Linked DNA regions of Mus musculus: region 1 is linked to region 2. A link is a contact called in public HiChIP or PLAC-seq data. All regions are on one chromosome and are shown on one strand. The core of a region is the stretch at or near the end of the contact, and the rest is flanking DNA. Distances in the headings are between cores, read along the strand shown.

Region 1 (6,819 bases), core at 2,178-4,677, 280 kb after region 2:
TCACTACAACCTTTAGAAAGGTCTTCCTCTCTCCTGTTGAGTACAGCAAACATTCATTTCCAATTTCCTGCCAAACAGAGTTTCATCAATTTATCCTTTATTGGGTATAACAGTGAGAAGCAGGCACCTTCCCACTGGGCACCAAGACCATGGCTTTTTATTCCCTTCTATATAGCTTTGTAGTTTTTTTCAAATACCAAAATGAATAACTAAATATACAACTATAATTATTAAAATTTCAAAATATCCATTGATCTGAACTAGTTTATCAAATTGATAATGATGTTGTGTATTGGCCATTTGAGTGCTTTGTTGAGAAACAATCTCTTCAGATGAATGTCTATTAACTAAATAATCTGTTACCATTCTAAATTTCCTGGCACCAGAAAACTCCACAATGAATCAGGTGATTAATCTATGTGGAGAAAACAAAAGACAATCTAGTTCTTGGCTGAATCATTTATGAAGTTCCTGGTGTTACCAATGTACCAAAAGCTGAGTTTCCAGAACCATTTCTGCTGAGAAGTGGCTGGCTGGCTGGTTTGAACAAAATCTCTAACAAGACTGTGGGTGAAATCACTGGTGTCCATGATCATTGGTCAATAGACCCTCAGGAACCTACAGGAAATGTAATTTCATTTTACCTTTGAAGTTCATGTTAAGAATGTTCACTTTTGTGACCCTGGCATTGAGATATTTTTGTAATTTCCCATGGCTTAAGGGCTTTTTTCATGGTGCATTAAGTATCTACCATGTTTAAATAGCATTACAGCCTGTTAAATCTATGACCCACAAAATAGGAAACTCAAAGGCATAGTAGCACAATTTTTAGGAATGGTTTTCTGAAAGGTTATTTCTCTGTAAAATAGAAATGAAGCTATGTCCTTTATGTAAAGAACGAGATTTTGTCTTCTTGGGATCCTTGGCTAGCAAAAAAAAAATTTTTTTAAAGAATTCAATTACCTCCACCTAATTTCCTCTCTTGCATCTATTTTTGCTTCTTTCAGGGAATATTGCTAGATTTGGCTGTGGTATCACATGCTTAAGACATCAAGGGTCATTGCCTATAAAATTCATGACTTACTTTCCATGCCAAAGTTTGACTACACCTGTATGTCAAGTCTCCCAAAAGAAACTTCACACTGAGGAAAATATCTCCAACAAGAGTGCTCTAGTTTTGCTTGGCTTTGGTCTTATGAAATGACTCACCAAACACTTCTACAGGCCTTTTCTCATATTGAATAAATAAAGTATACCTGGATGACTAAGTTCTAGTCACTAACTGTGCTAACTAGCTGTTACTTAGAGACAGAAGATTTGATCGTGGTTTTTGTCCTCTATAATGAAGCTACTTTGCCTTTGAAATGGACCTTTGGGAAAAAAAATCATCATTTGACTTCTGGGCATAATGTCTCAGTGTTGATTGAATTAAAGGATCTAGCCAGAAAGTCACTTGATTAATCATGTGCTAATCTGTGCTTCTATGCTTAATAGACATAGTTCAAAGGACTAAAGAATCATTTCTACAACAGCAACAAAAACTGACCCAATCAATTCAACCCCAAAGTAATTCACTACAGTGAATTTGATTTCAAAATCGTGGCCTTAAAGAGGGTGTTTCAGTTACTGTGGCAAACATCATGACAAAGACAGTTTATAGAAGAAAGAGTTAATTGGAACTCATAGGGAGTGAGTATTGGGGCTCACAGTTTCAGGAGTTGTCCATAGACATCAGGGTAAAAAGCATGGCAGCAGGCAGGCAAGCAGGCAGGCAGGCATAGTGACTAAGCAGTAGCTGAGAGCTTACATTTTGATCCAAAAGCATGAGGCAGAGAGGGCTAACCGAGATTGACATGGGTTTTTGAAAACTCAAAGTCAGGCTCAGGTAACACACCTCCTCCAACAAAACTACACCCCCTAGTTCTTTCCAAACAGTTCCACCAACTGGAGACCAAGTATTCAAACCTATGATATATGGGAGGCCATTCTCTTTCAAACCAACACAAGGGAGAACATTAATTTGAGGGGTTTCTTAGAACAGTGGTGAGTTTATAATATGGGAAGTTCTAAAAGAAGAAGCAGAGCGAATATTATGGGAGTTTATGCTAAGTACATGTGGTTTACAGAAGGGAGAGATGCTTCCTAATACTCCTGGAGCCTCACCATCATCTTCAGCAGGACTAAACTCTCTCCACTGAGCAATCTCACTACATGCTATGCAAGATAGTGTATGTATAAATTACAGGTAGGAGTGTGATATCCCAGTTAAGATGAGACAATGGTAGACTGTCTTTCTGACATACCCAAAAGTCCCACGCTTGATCCTCAGCACTGCAGGAAAACAAAATCAGGATATAAACACAGATACGGGCAGTGTCACAAAAGTGCAATAGCATGGAGTGTTCGCTCTCCCCCAACCATCTAAAACTCTGTTTATGACTGATTCTGTTTACCGGGCACTTTAAAGATGTACTTAGCTTCAGAGCTGTATTAAAGTTACATCTTCCTACATTATGTCTGACATACCAGTTGTTTTTTAAACTATGAATTTTATATTTATTTAAAATATTGGTAACTTTAATCTTGTTTTTTAAAAGATCATCATTATTATTATTATTAATTATTATTATTATTATTATTATTATTATTATTATTATTATTATTATTGGTGTTCCTAAATGTTATGGCAGTCATATTCATCTGTGGAAAATCTTCTTAGATTTCAGTTTTATATTCATTTTACAAGCATTCAGGCAGCATTTACTAAGTGCCTAGTATTATGCTACATAAAAGTTGATTAGCAGATGATCGTGGCTCAGCTTTGGGATTGGGCACAAAATAGCTGAGGCTATGAAAATATAAACCAATAGTTAAAATGGTAGAAGGCTGGACTTTTCTTGTCACTGTGATAAAATATCTGTCCCAAATCACTCAAGGAAGTAGGGTACATTTGGATCACAGTTTGAGGGTACGTTATGTGTCAGGAGGGACTGACAGTGTGGAGTGAGAGTCTGTAGTCAGCAAGCAGGGAGGAATGGAAGCTGGTACCTTCTCCCTTCCCTCTCTTCTTTATTCTAGAAATCCAGCTGATGGGATGATGCCACCAACACCCAGAATGGTTCTTGTCTCCTTGGAGAAGCCATTCTTGAAACCCTTTCAGAGGCTGGCCTTGAGGTGTCTCCTGGGTAATTCTAAATTAAGTTGAAAATTAAGATTAACCACCATAAGTATTATCAAGTATCTCTAGGAAGGAAATGTTCGGGAAATGTTATCAAGTATCTCAAGGAAGGAAATGTTCGGGGGTTTTCATGACCTGTTTTATACAGCCTCTGTAGTTTTCCCTCGTCACTGCTCCTCAGACCACCGTGGGAAAAGTCAGTGTGGTTCCAGTGTTGCTGGATCTGTGCTATGTCTCAGCCTTCAACTTGCTCAATATGTTTGCAAAATCCCACACTTATTCAGTTCCTCCTTCTAAAGAAACTCCCCTTAGTGCCTGGGAGGTCACTTTTTCTTACTTTACTTCCTGCCTCACTGGGCTTTCTTCATTGGTTTTTTGTTTTACTTTTTAATCTACTTAAGGTCAAATCATCTGAATGCTGCCTTCCTGATCACTCTTCTTCTCAATTCTTTCTCGGACGCCCTATGTCACCTCACAACCATAAGTGCTGATTACAGGTAGTTCTCAAATGTCTGTCTCTGCCTTTGACATCGCCAGTGAACTTCAAGGCATGCTTACCCAACTGTTCAGCATTTCACAGAGAAAAGTCCAAATATCATCTCAAGCTTAACATGATAGAAATAAATAAAATAAAGTTAGACTATTGCTACCCACTCTATTTCTCCCTTAGTCCTCACTACCTTAATTAGTCCGAAGCCCCTCCTTCTAATCCCTTGGCTCTGCCCTTTACTATGTATTTCTTTTATACTCCATTGTTCCACCATGCCTTCAAACGTCATTCAGAAAGTGGTGTCTTAATCCCTCTGCTTTAGAACCCTAGATAGCAGTTGTCACCTTTAGCCAGGTCCTTCCACTTTGACCCTATCCTTCCTACTGCACTACACATAGCTGTCAATGTTCCCATTCACGCACAATGAATATGTTCCATTCTTTCATCTCTACTTTTCAATGCTTCTGATCTTAGGTCCTTTCCATGGCTTTAGCAAATCTTGCTCAACACTACAATTTTCATCTCATCCCACACCCATTTGGAGCCCTCCAACAATGCCAGCATCTTTGCACTGCATCCCACAGGCCAAGGAGGTTCTACCTCAGGTGCTTTGCACTTCCTGTTCTGTCCACCTTGACAACTTCCCGTTATACCCACATCTATTGCAGATTGAACTTGTCCTTGATTTTTATCACTGTCACTGAACCATTTCATCAATGTGACTTTTCTCGTCTACAAAACAGCCCTCCGCCTCCACATGCATCCTGTGTTCATCCTTCTTCACCCAGAATGTGTTTCCATTGTTCTCTTCATTCTGTAGAACCTAAATTCCATAATAATAGAAAGCTTATTTTTCGCTGTTGCATCTTTAGACCCAAGGACAGCATCTGGCACACAATATTCTTTCAGTGACTAATGAGTTTTAATTAATTAAGCAACTTGAGCTTGGAGAAAAAAAAAAAACCCAAGAGCCTACAAGGCAAGGGAAATGAGTATGAAAAGGAACACATTTGCTCCATCTAAAATAGAAGTTAAGTTGGCAAACTACAACCTCGGGCCAAATCAAATGCAGCCCGCTACCTTGTTCTTGTAAATAAAATTTTATTGAAGCCCAACCATGTTCTTTAACTTACATATTGTCCATGAGTGCTTTTGTTCTGTCACAGCAGGGCTGAACAGTGGTGACAGAGAACACATGGCCCCGAGACTCAAATATTTACAATTTGCCTTTTTATAGAAAAGAAGTCTGACAGTCCTTGGTCTACAGGACACGATGGTAAAAAGATGGAAGACCAGATGAAGGCAAGCCGGAGGGAATATCTATGAGCTTAGGTTTAATACACAGGCAGAAGGAGACAGACGATGGATGCTTTTAAGGCAAGGGAGTCCCTGGAAGGCAGAAACTACTTTTAATATAATTTGTGCTTGAAAGAGCACTGTGATATTTAAGCCTGGCATCCCTGTGACAGATGCTACCAGGGCTGAACCACAATACCACTGCCATTTCCAGAATCGAGGCTTAAAGTAGAAGTCAAACCCTCATAAAACCATCTGTTTCCCTCCCCTATCTCCTGGATGGCTCTCAGCTGGGAAATGATCTTTCTCCTATGGTGAGCCTCCTACAGAGTCTCCAACAAAGACCACTCTGACCTCTGGATATCTGGACAGAGACAATTCCAAAAGCCCCCAAAATAAGACTTTGGTTCTAGAGTCACGCGGAAACTGTTCTCAACACTCTAACTTTGTTGGTCAAATTGGAGGAAGCTCATGGAGCTTGAAAATATGGCTCATTTCTGTGAAGGGTGATAAGCAAATTTTAAATTTTTGGTGACTTATCTCACCAGACAGACCTCTCTCTGGTTCTCTCTCTGAACCATGTGGAGCGTGTTTAGATTCCACTACTGGGTGAGGTCGAACATGGCTGTGCCATTTCTCTCTGCTTGAATTTCACAGTACAGCGATCTTTCTCTGGAGGTTTGGTTCTTGTCATCTTGGTTCCAATCAGTCCTTAAAAGAGGACAGGAACACATTTTAAAGCAGGAAGAAAGAAGGAAGGAGGAAGAGGAAGAGAGGAGGATGAAGAAGATGAAGAAAAGAGGAGGAGGAGGAAGAAATAATATGATGTGAATTTCACAAAACAAAGTAGAGCTTTGGCTAGTGGCTAACTTGGGTGTAGGCAGTGCATCCTCTTCTTCCCTCTGAGAATGCAGTGGTGAAATCTCATCTGCCCCAGTGAGGCTGCTGCATTTAGTTTAATTTGATCTACGCTCATGCTCCCTGTATGCCTGCTCTCCCAGTGTATGGATCCAGGAAACACCACTTTTCCCCTTTCATCTCCTGAATCCTTCAGTCTGAAGACTCATTATTGATCACAGCCTCCAAGAATTCAAAGTATGGGTTATCATCTCAAGGAAGGATTGGAAATGTCCAGAGCCTTGCTGCTCGAAAGGGCAACAGAACTTTGATCTCTACCATTTTCTTTAGGGCCCATGCTTTGCTCCGCCTTTTCAGACTATCAGAAGGCAGGTCTGCTGGTTCCGCTACTTAATTTAATGCTTCAGTTTTCAGGAGGAGCCAGCCTGGTCGAGCTTTTTAGGCTCTTTCTACTTGGGATGTGATGAATCAATCAATTGCAGGCTTCATTTTGTAGACGTTGGTATCCATGATGGGGTGCTAGCTCAGCCCTAGTAGCAGACAGAGGTGGCTCCGATAATTACATTAGAACCGTGGATACACACTTGCCTTAGGGCTTTAGAGTTGGGCTTAATCAAATCTACATTTGACATTTCACAGCCCACGCCAAGGATTTGTGCAAAGAAATAGCCGAGCACCGCCGGTTCTGCCTTAGCCTCCTCTTAAGGAAACAGCAGGCCTTGCGTTGGTTACATTTCTGCCCTGTGGTACAGCACTCAGAGCTTCTCTGGGCCATGTGCTTTTGATCCACAAAACACAACGGTTTGTTTGCTTGCTTGCTGTACTTAATACTTCTCTTGCACCCAGGCCTGGGGCTATGCTGTGGTTTGAATGTGAAATGTTCCCTGTCTTGTCTTTAGGGCCTGCCACAATTTCTTAATTAACTCTCTGCAGCCTAAATGGGTACTCAAGGTAATCACAAAATAAAACAGAAAATCTTGGAATGGAAATGATGGTG
Region 2 (6,617 bases), core at 3,038-5,537:
GCCTGTCTTGTTGCTGCCATGCAGGCAGTATCATCATACCTTGATGATACTGGACTGAATCTCTGAACCTGTAAGCCAGCCCCAATTAAATGTTGTTCTTTTAAGAGTTGCCTTGGTTGTGGTGTCTGTTCACAGCAGTGAAACCCTAATTAAGACAGTATATACGTGGGAAAATCAGTCACAGAACTGGAGAGGGTACCAAGAGAAGGGAAAAGTGGTGTTCAGGTAGGGCAAGGGGGTAAGAGGATACATGTGACCCAGAGATAAGAAGCTACTGAAGGTGGAGAGGTTCAAGAGAGAACAGGGAGATGCAAGGAAGATCAGAGTGGGAAACCAACCAATATAAGCTAAGTGTGAAAAGGCCCCAACAGAACCCAATAATTTGTATGTTGATTGAAGGACTAAATTGAACAAAATTGGATCCCTTGTGAATGGGATGTGTGTCCTTATAAAAGAGCATCCCAAAAAGCTAGTCAGCTTACAGTGAGAGCCCAGTTGTCTGTGGACTGGGAGGCAGCTCCTTACCAGAATCTCTCAGCATCTTGATCTTCAATGGCTCACTGGCCAAAAGCATGATGAGTCTGTGTTTGCTGTCAAAAATCACCCAGTTAGTGCTACTGCATACCAGTAGCCTCAACTGAGACCTTCAGCATAACCCCAAAGGGAGGCACACAGCTGGGGTCACCACGACCCATGTTCTCCCACATTTTGATGTGAAGCCCACAATGTTTGAGCAAGTTGTGCTGACTTATGTCTGTCTGTGGATTACATATGTGTCTATATGAATAACCTTTTATAGTATAAAATTAAAAGTGGATACTTAAAAGGACAAAATAAAGGTGAGTTAAGCTATGTTTAAAATGTGCTTACTTTCAACTTTTCTCCCACTGAAAAATGTTAGCACTCAGATTTTTTTGGTGTTTATGAATCTTTCTAGAGCAGATAGTTCATATTTCTGTACATACTTAGGGCGAAATTTGCTGTTAAGAAACATACATGTGAATGTATATTTCAAATCTTATTTTTGAAGAGAGGTGGGATGACCTCCTGTTGGATCTGGTTCTCTTATAAATTTTTAAAGTTTTTAAATTTTACTCTAACAAAGGACTTCTACAAGGGGCCAGGGGTGAACATCCACACGGCTTGCTTTGCTGTCTTTCCTTTGATCCCTGAAGGCTAGGGCTGACCACTGCCATGTAGACCAAGAGCATGAGTCACTCTAAGTATTATACAAGCTTCAGCTCTCTCTCTCTCTCTCTCTCTCTCTCTCTCTCTCTCTCTCTCTCTCTCTCTCTCTCTCACACACACACACACACACACACACACACACGTATATGCTTACATAGGTTTGGTTGCTTTCTATTGTCCCTATAGTAACATTGGAATGCACACACTATTGATGTAGATGGTAATGGTAGGCATAATTTACCAACAGAGGAGTAGTAAGAACCCTGGAATCTTTTTAGTTATGAGAGTTATATCAGCTTCCACTCACAGTCATATTATCTTCATAATTTCTTTGCATGCTACTTTTCTTATTCTTTTTCATATCTCTGGCCAAAAAAAAAAAAAAAAACCCTCCATAAAGAAATGATAATGACCACATGTTGACTTGACATTTGGCCAAATTATTAAGCTCACACGAAGGACTAAGAATTCTAGGAAACACTCTAAGCTGAGTAGGAAGGAACAGGGTGTTTGGATTCATGATTTAAATACATTTCAGAACCATTTAGCAAGGTCACTGTCACAGTATCATCTTAGTTGGTTTGGGACTCAAGTTGCGAGATGCTGGGGTTGATGTCAAATACTGGTAAGATTTTTAGGAAGGAAATAACAGGAGATGACTCAAAACACACTTAAAGGAGAAGCTTGTGACCGCAGTAGATGGGAAAACATGTTACCCTGAGTTTAAGAATCTTGGTGAGAATGTCTATGTTGCTGCTTGTATAGAGAGGCTAATTATAATTCCCAAGATTCTCAAGGTAACATCGTGTCCATAGTATCTCTGGGTGTCTTGGCTCTGACCAGTACTTTGACAGAGATCCATCCTCTAGAGGGTCAAACCTGCTGGAAAGCCTAGGGATAGAGGAAGGATACTGTGGCTCAGGTGATTGAAAGCTATTGGCTAGAGAATACATGTGGTGGAGAGAGAGGCAGGAGCTTGGACCAGTATTAGAAGAGTGAACACAGGGGCTGGAGGATAAACCAGGAGTCATCTAGAAAGTCACAGGAACATGGCTGAGTTCTGTGTGGAACTCTATTGGCCATCTGTGTCCAAGCTCTTCAAAACACCCAGCTATCCTTCACGTTGGGAGTGGACTCCAGAGAACCCGGGTGGGTTGGAGAAGCTGCCTGCCTCTCCATCTTTTGATTTAAAAACCAAAACAACAAAAAACTCCCACAGTTGTTATGGGCAACCCCTAGTGCTGTTTGTATTTTAATGCTAATTGCGCTTTCCCAAGAGTTACTACCTGGGAGGAGGAGGGAATCACTAAGCAGGTGACTTCAGAAGAATCTTCCCCTAATGAATAAAGATTTCAGGGGACCAATCACTGGGCGAGGAGTAGGCGGGACTTCTGAGTTGGAAAGCCGAAGCCTGGCTGGTGGGTTGGCTCATGGGGCAAAAAAGTAGGTGAAGGAGGACACGGTTTAGGTGGCGGATACATTGGGATCCTTTGCCAGAGGATTTAACATAGAATGGCTTACAAATTAGGATGCTAGTTGTTACTCCAGCGATTGAGTTACCCGGTAATTCTAAACCAAGATTGTTTGGTGTTTTCCTTTATGCAGCGACTCAGCAAGGTTCCAGAGAGAAAGGTACCATGGCAAAGCATGGGTTTGCAAGAAGTGCACCCCAAAAAGCCGTGGGAATTTGGAATCATGGGCTGGCGTGGCAATGACCCACCATGGGAATTTAGTAAGCCAGGTGGAGAGATTTCAGAGCTTCAGATTAGAGAGTCTGCTGAGATGAGAACAGGCCAGTCTTCCCACTAGTGCCCTGCCAGCATAGCGTGGATTGCTTTTTTAATATTTCACACAACACACATTTTCAGAGGGTGGAAGGGAAAACACACAGAGCTATGTTTACAGTGAGCTCACAAAAAATGTCATGGGAAATAGGAAAATTTTAAAACAAGAAAATGTAACACTTTGAATGTATTTTCTGTTGGGACTGACTGAACAGGTCAGACAGTTCACACCATGGGGTGCTGGGTTTTTGTAATAACTCAGGCAATCTGGGAAGGTATTGTGACTCTTTAATAAATGCCCAGAGTGGAGGTCTCTACCGGGCCAGGGCCTTGTAGATCTGTACACACCAAGGTGCACATACCCTTGGAAATGGGGACAAAGAGCCACTACTGTGCTCTGCAAATAGGCCTTATAGGTCAGTCAACAACAAGCAATCCTGTAATTGCTCTGGCCATATATCAGGTGGCAGGGTAAAGGAAAAACGTGTGAAGCAAACACTGAGATGCTCAGTGTTGTCAGGAGGCCCGCACCGTTCTTCTACATTCAGCTACCACAAAAGCCTGGACTTAGCTCCCACTGCCTCTCTCTTCCGTTTCCTTTGTGGCCATTTTGATAAGGGGTGTGTGTGTGTGTGTGTGTGTGTGTGTGTGTGTGTGTGTGTGTGTTTTCTTGTGTAGGCACCAGAGCATGTGTAAGGGGTCCATCTTCGTTTTTCACAGCTGGAGGTTGGGTCTCTGTCTGCCAATATATGTTGCTAGGGTATCTGGTATGCAAGCTTTTGGGAGGGCAGGATTTTCCTTGCTCTGACTCTCATCTTGCTGTGGGGATATTGGGATTATAGACCGTGGTGGTCAGATTTACCTGCATTCTAAGGGTTTGGATTTGAGTGCCTTACCCATTGATCCACCTTGCCAGCCCCACTGGTATTTTTAATGCTCCTTCCCAACTCAGCAATACAAGGTACAACATGTTTCCTAACTCCCTTCACCACAATAGGTAATCAGTTCATCTGGGAAAGACTGCTGTAATTGAGTTTTCTATTCCCCTCGCCCCCAACTTCTCTACTTTGTCACCCTTCTGTTTGGCTTAGCTGCTCTCTGCCTGGGTACTGCATCCAATCCTGTCTTCTTCTTCTCCATCCCCAATGAGACTCTTCCCTCTGTGTAGACGATGCTCAGTTCCCTTCCTGTGTAAAGTACTTGCTTTTTCTTGAAATCTTGGCTTTGTTTCTCAGAACACCATCTCAAAGTGTCCAGCCCCCTTTACTGTTAGTTTTGTTTGGAGTGCACGTCCTATCCCTGTCCAGTCCCCACCATGACTCATTGATTTCCTGCCATTCTTTCAACATCACATACGGACGGCGGCTGGAGGACAGAGAGATGTTTACTTTGGAGAAGCTAAAGCTCACTTTTGCCAGCAATTGGAGTCAAAATCCTGGAAGGGCCCACACAGGGAAAAAAAAAATCAATTGTCTTTAAGCCCAAAGTGGAGAATTATGACAGATAAGTCAAAGCTGCAATAGAGAATAGAGCAACGTTTGGACGTGTTTTATTACCTCCAGACGTACGCAGAGATGTAGTAGGAGGCTCTTCTTTCCGAGACAGTCAGACTTAGACTGGGTGTTGAACGTGGCTGTATGCAGGTGGCTATAGTTTGCTATAGGTTGCTGCACACTACAACGAAGTGTTTGCTATAGGTTGCTGCAGACTACAACAAAGTATTTGTTATTAGTCTCTTAGACCAATGGGTGCTTCTAGATCCTGAAATTTTGTTGTCATTGAGTCATTTTCAAGTTTACTCTGATTAGACAATGCTTGTGACATACATCACTGCTGCGCTTATACTCTGTTTATTTTACTTTATGTATATACAGATATAATCATGGTTGTTCTGAGAAAATTTTGAGCAAAATAAAATATGCAAGTGACTCAGCCTTATTCTCTCTTCCTCTTTCTTTGAGTCTTGCAAAAATTGTCCAGTGAATTTTGGCTTACAATTAGGATAGAATTTCCAACAATTTCTAAATGCTCCTAAGCACACTTCTGACAGTTTGTACTACCTATTTATGCCAAATGGCACTCTTAACATTGATGGCTATATAAATATAAATTTATTTCTCAGAACACCGTCTCTAAGTGTCCAGTCCCCTTTACTGTTAGCTTTGTTTGGAGCAAATGTTCAATCCCTGTCCAGTCCCCAATCAAAATATTGATCTACTTTGAAAAACTGAAAGTGCTCTATGTTCTGAATGTAAAATAGTCAGAAGATTTAATTTTTTATGCAAAAGAAACAAGCACATCTCTCATTGGTATGCAAATAGACTTTTGTCTTTAGTAAATGATAGATTGTACGCATACAAAGTTTTTAAAAATTAATCTCAATATGATTTATTAGTAGTGTTTCATTTGTATACTTATTTTATATGCTTCTCCATCTGATGTTCCATCAAAATCTCTCTGGTAAAAAGGAGTCACAAGCGGAGAATCCCTGCCTTAGGGGCTGAAGTGATGTCTTAGCAGTTAGGAGCACTTGGTGCAGAGGACCCAGGTTTGATTCCCAGCACCCATATCAGTCAACTCACAGTCTTCAAGTCAGTAATCATTAAAGAGCAAGGTCACGTACCATCACTTTGTGTATTCTCTCTTAGCTGAGGCCACCAGGTCTCGGGGGGCCAGTACTAGCATTCAATACATAGAAAAAGATAAAACCTCAGTAGATGGCAATTAAAGTTTGCGCCCAAAGCTCTGACAGGTCTTTGCTGACCTGTGTACTGTCAGAATTGGGCCTAAAACATGCCACCGCTGTTTTCAAACAAGACACATTTATTTAATATCCCAAGTCTTTGAATTTGTTTCCAACTTAGCATCTGGTCTAAGATGGCTTCAATTCATCTATACTTTTAAATTTTTGCTTTTATTTTTTAAACAAAAGAACTTGATGGAGACAATGGAGGAAGGACACTAAACCTAATATATTTATACAATACATATATATTTTACAGAAGGGAACTTACTCCATCACTACTGAACTTCACAAAGCTCCACAAAGGATAACACAAGAAGCCCCGTTTGTTATTACCAATAGAGGGGAGATGAAATGTCTTGACTACGACTCATTTACATTCAAAAGAACCTCGTTAGCTGGGCAGCAGGACCAAGAAGACTGGGAATCAATTTCAAAGGGCAGAAGAGTTTGTCCACAAACCAGTCCCTGTAGTTAAGGAGTGCTGGGATTGCCCTAGGGCTCCAGGGTAGCCTTGATTTAAGAATGCGTTCTTCTCCTTCCTTTAAAAGAAAAGTTGAGACCAACTCTTTGTGTCCCAGCAGGAGAAAAGAATAAAACTTGACCTTCTTTTGTTCCAACAATAGTCTGAAAAACTGCCTGATAGCACTGGGCCAAAAGTGTTATCCATCAGTTGTCAATTCAGCTTCCTGGACACAGCGCTGCAGTCGCCCTGTGTTACTATGTTGCTGTGTGGCATCTTTTCTGCTCTGGTTTTGGAATTTAAAGAGGGAAACAAAATGACCATGAAAAAAATGTAAGTTGGATGCTATTCATCTCCTTATTTATAAATAAATGGAAACTGACAGGCACCCCTTCAGAACGTGTTTACTTTGTGGACAACTGTTGATGACACGGCTTGA

The links. HiChIP or PLAC-seq counts read pairs in DNA pulled down with a chosen protein or histone mark.
Region 1: a contact with region 2 is called in an H3K4me3 HiChIP or PLAC-seq map of bone marrow-derived macrophages, with 4 times the contacts expected there. The contact joins two enhancer-like sites.

What each region holds. Positions count from the first base shown.
Region 1 is chr10:96,462,729-96,469,547 of GRCm38.p6, forward strand. No RefSeq gene overlaps it. Among named protein-coding and RNA genes, the nearest start is that of Gm33843, 130 kb to the right of the region's middle. Within about 2 kb of position 3,428, at least 53 of the 459 cell types and tissues checked have an H3K27ac peak or open chromatin away from gene starts, as enhancers often do. A contact at or near this core is called in bone marrow-derived macrophages, where this site is marked.
Region 2 is chr10:96,184,039-96,190,655 of GRCm38.p6, forward strand. No RefSeq gene overlaps it. Among named protein-coding and RNA genes, the nearest start is that of Gm40746, 6.4 kb to the left of the region's middle. Within about 2 kb of position 4,288, at least 84 of the 459 cell types and tissues checked have an H3K27ac peak or open chromatin away from gene starts, as enhancers often do. A contact at or near this core is called in bone marrow-derived macrophages, where this site is marked.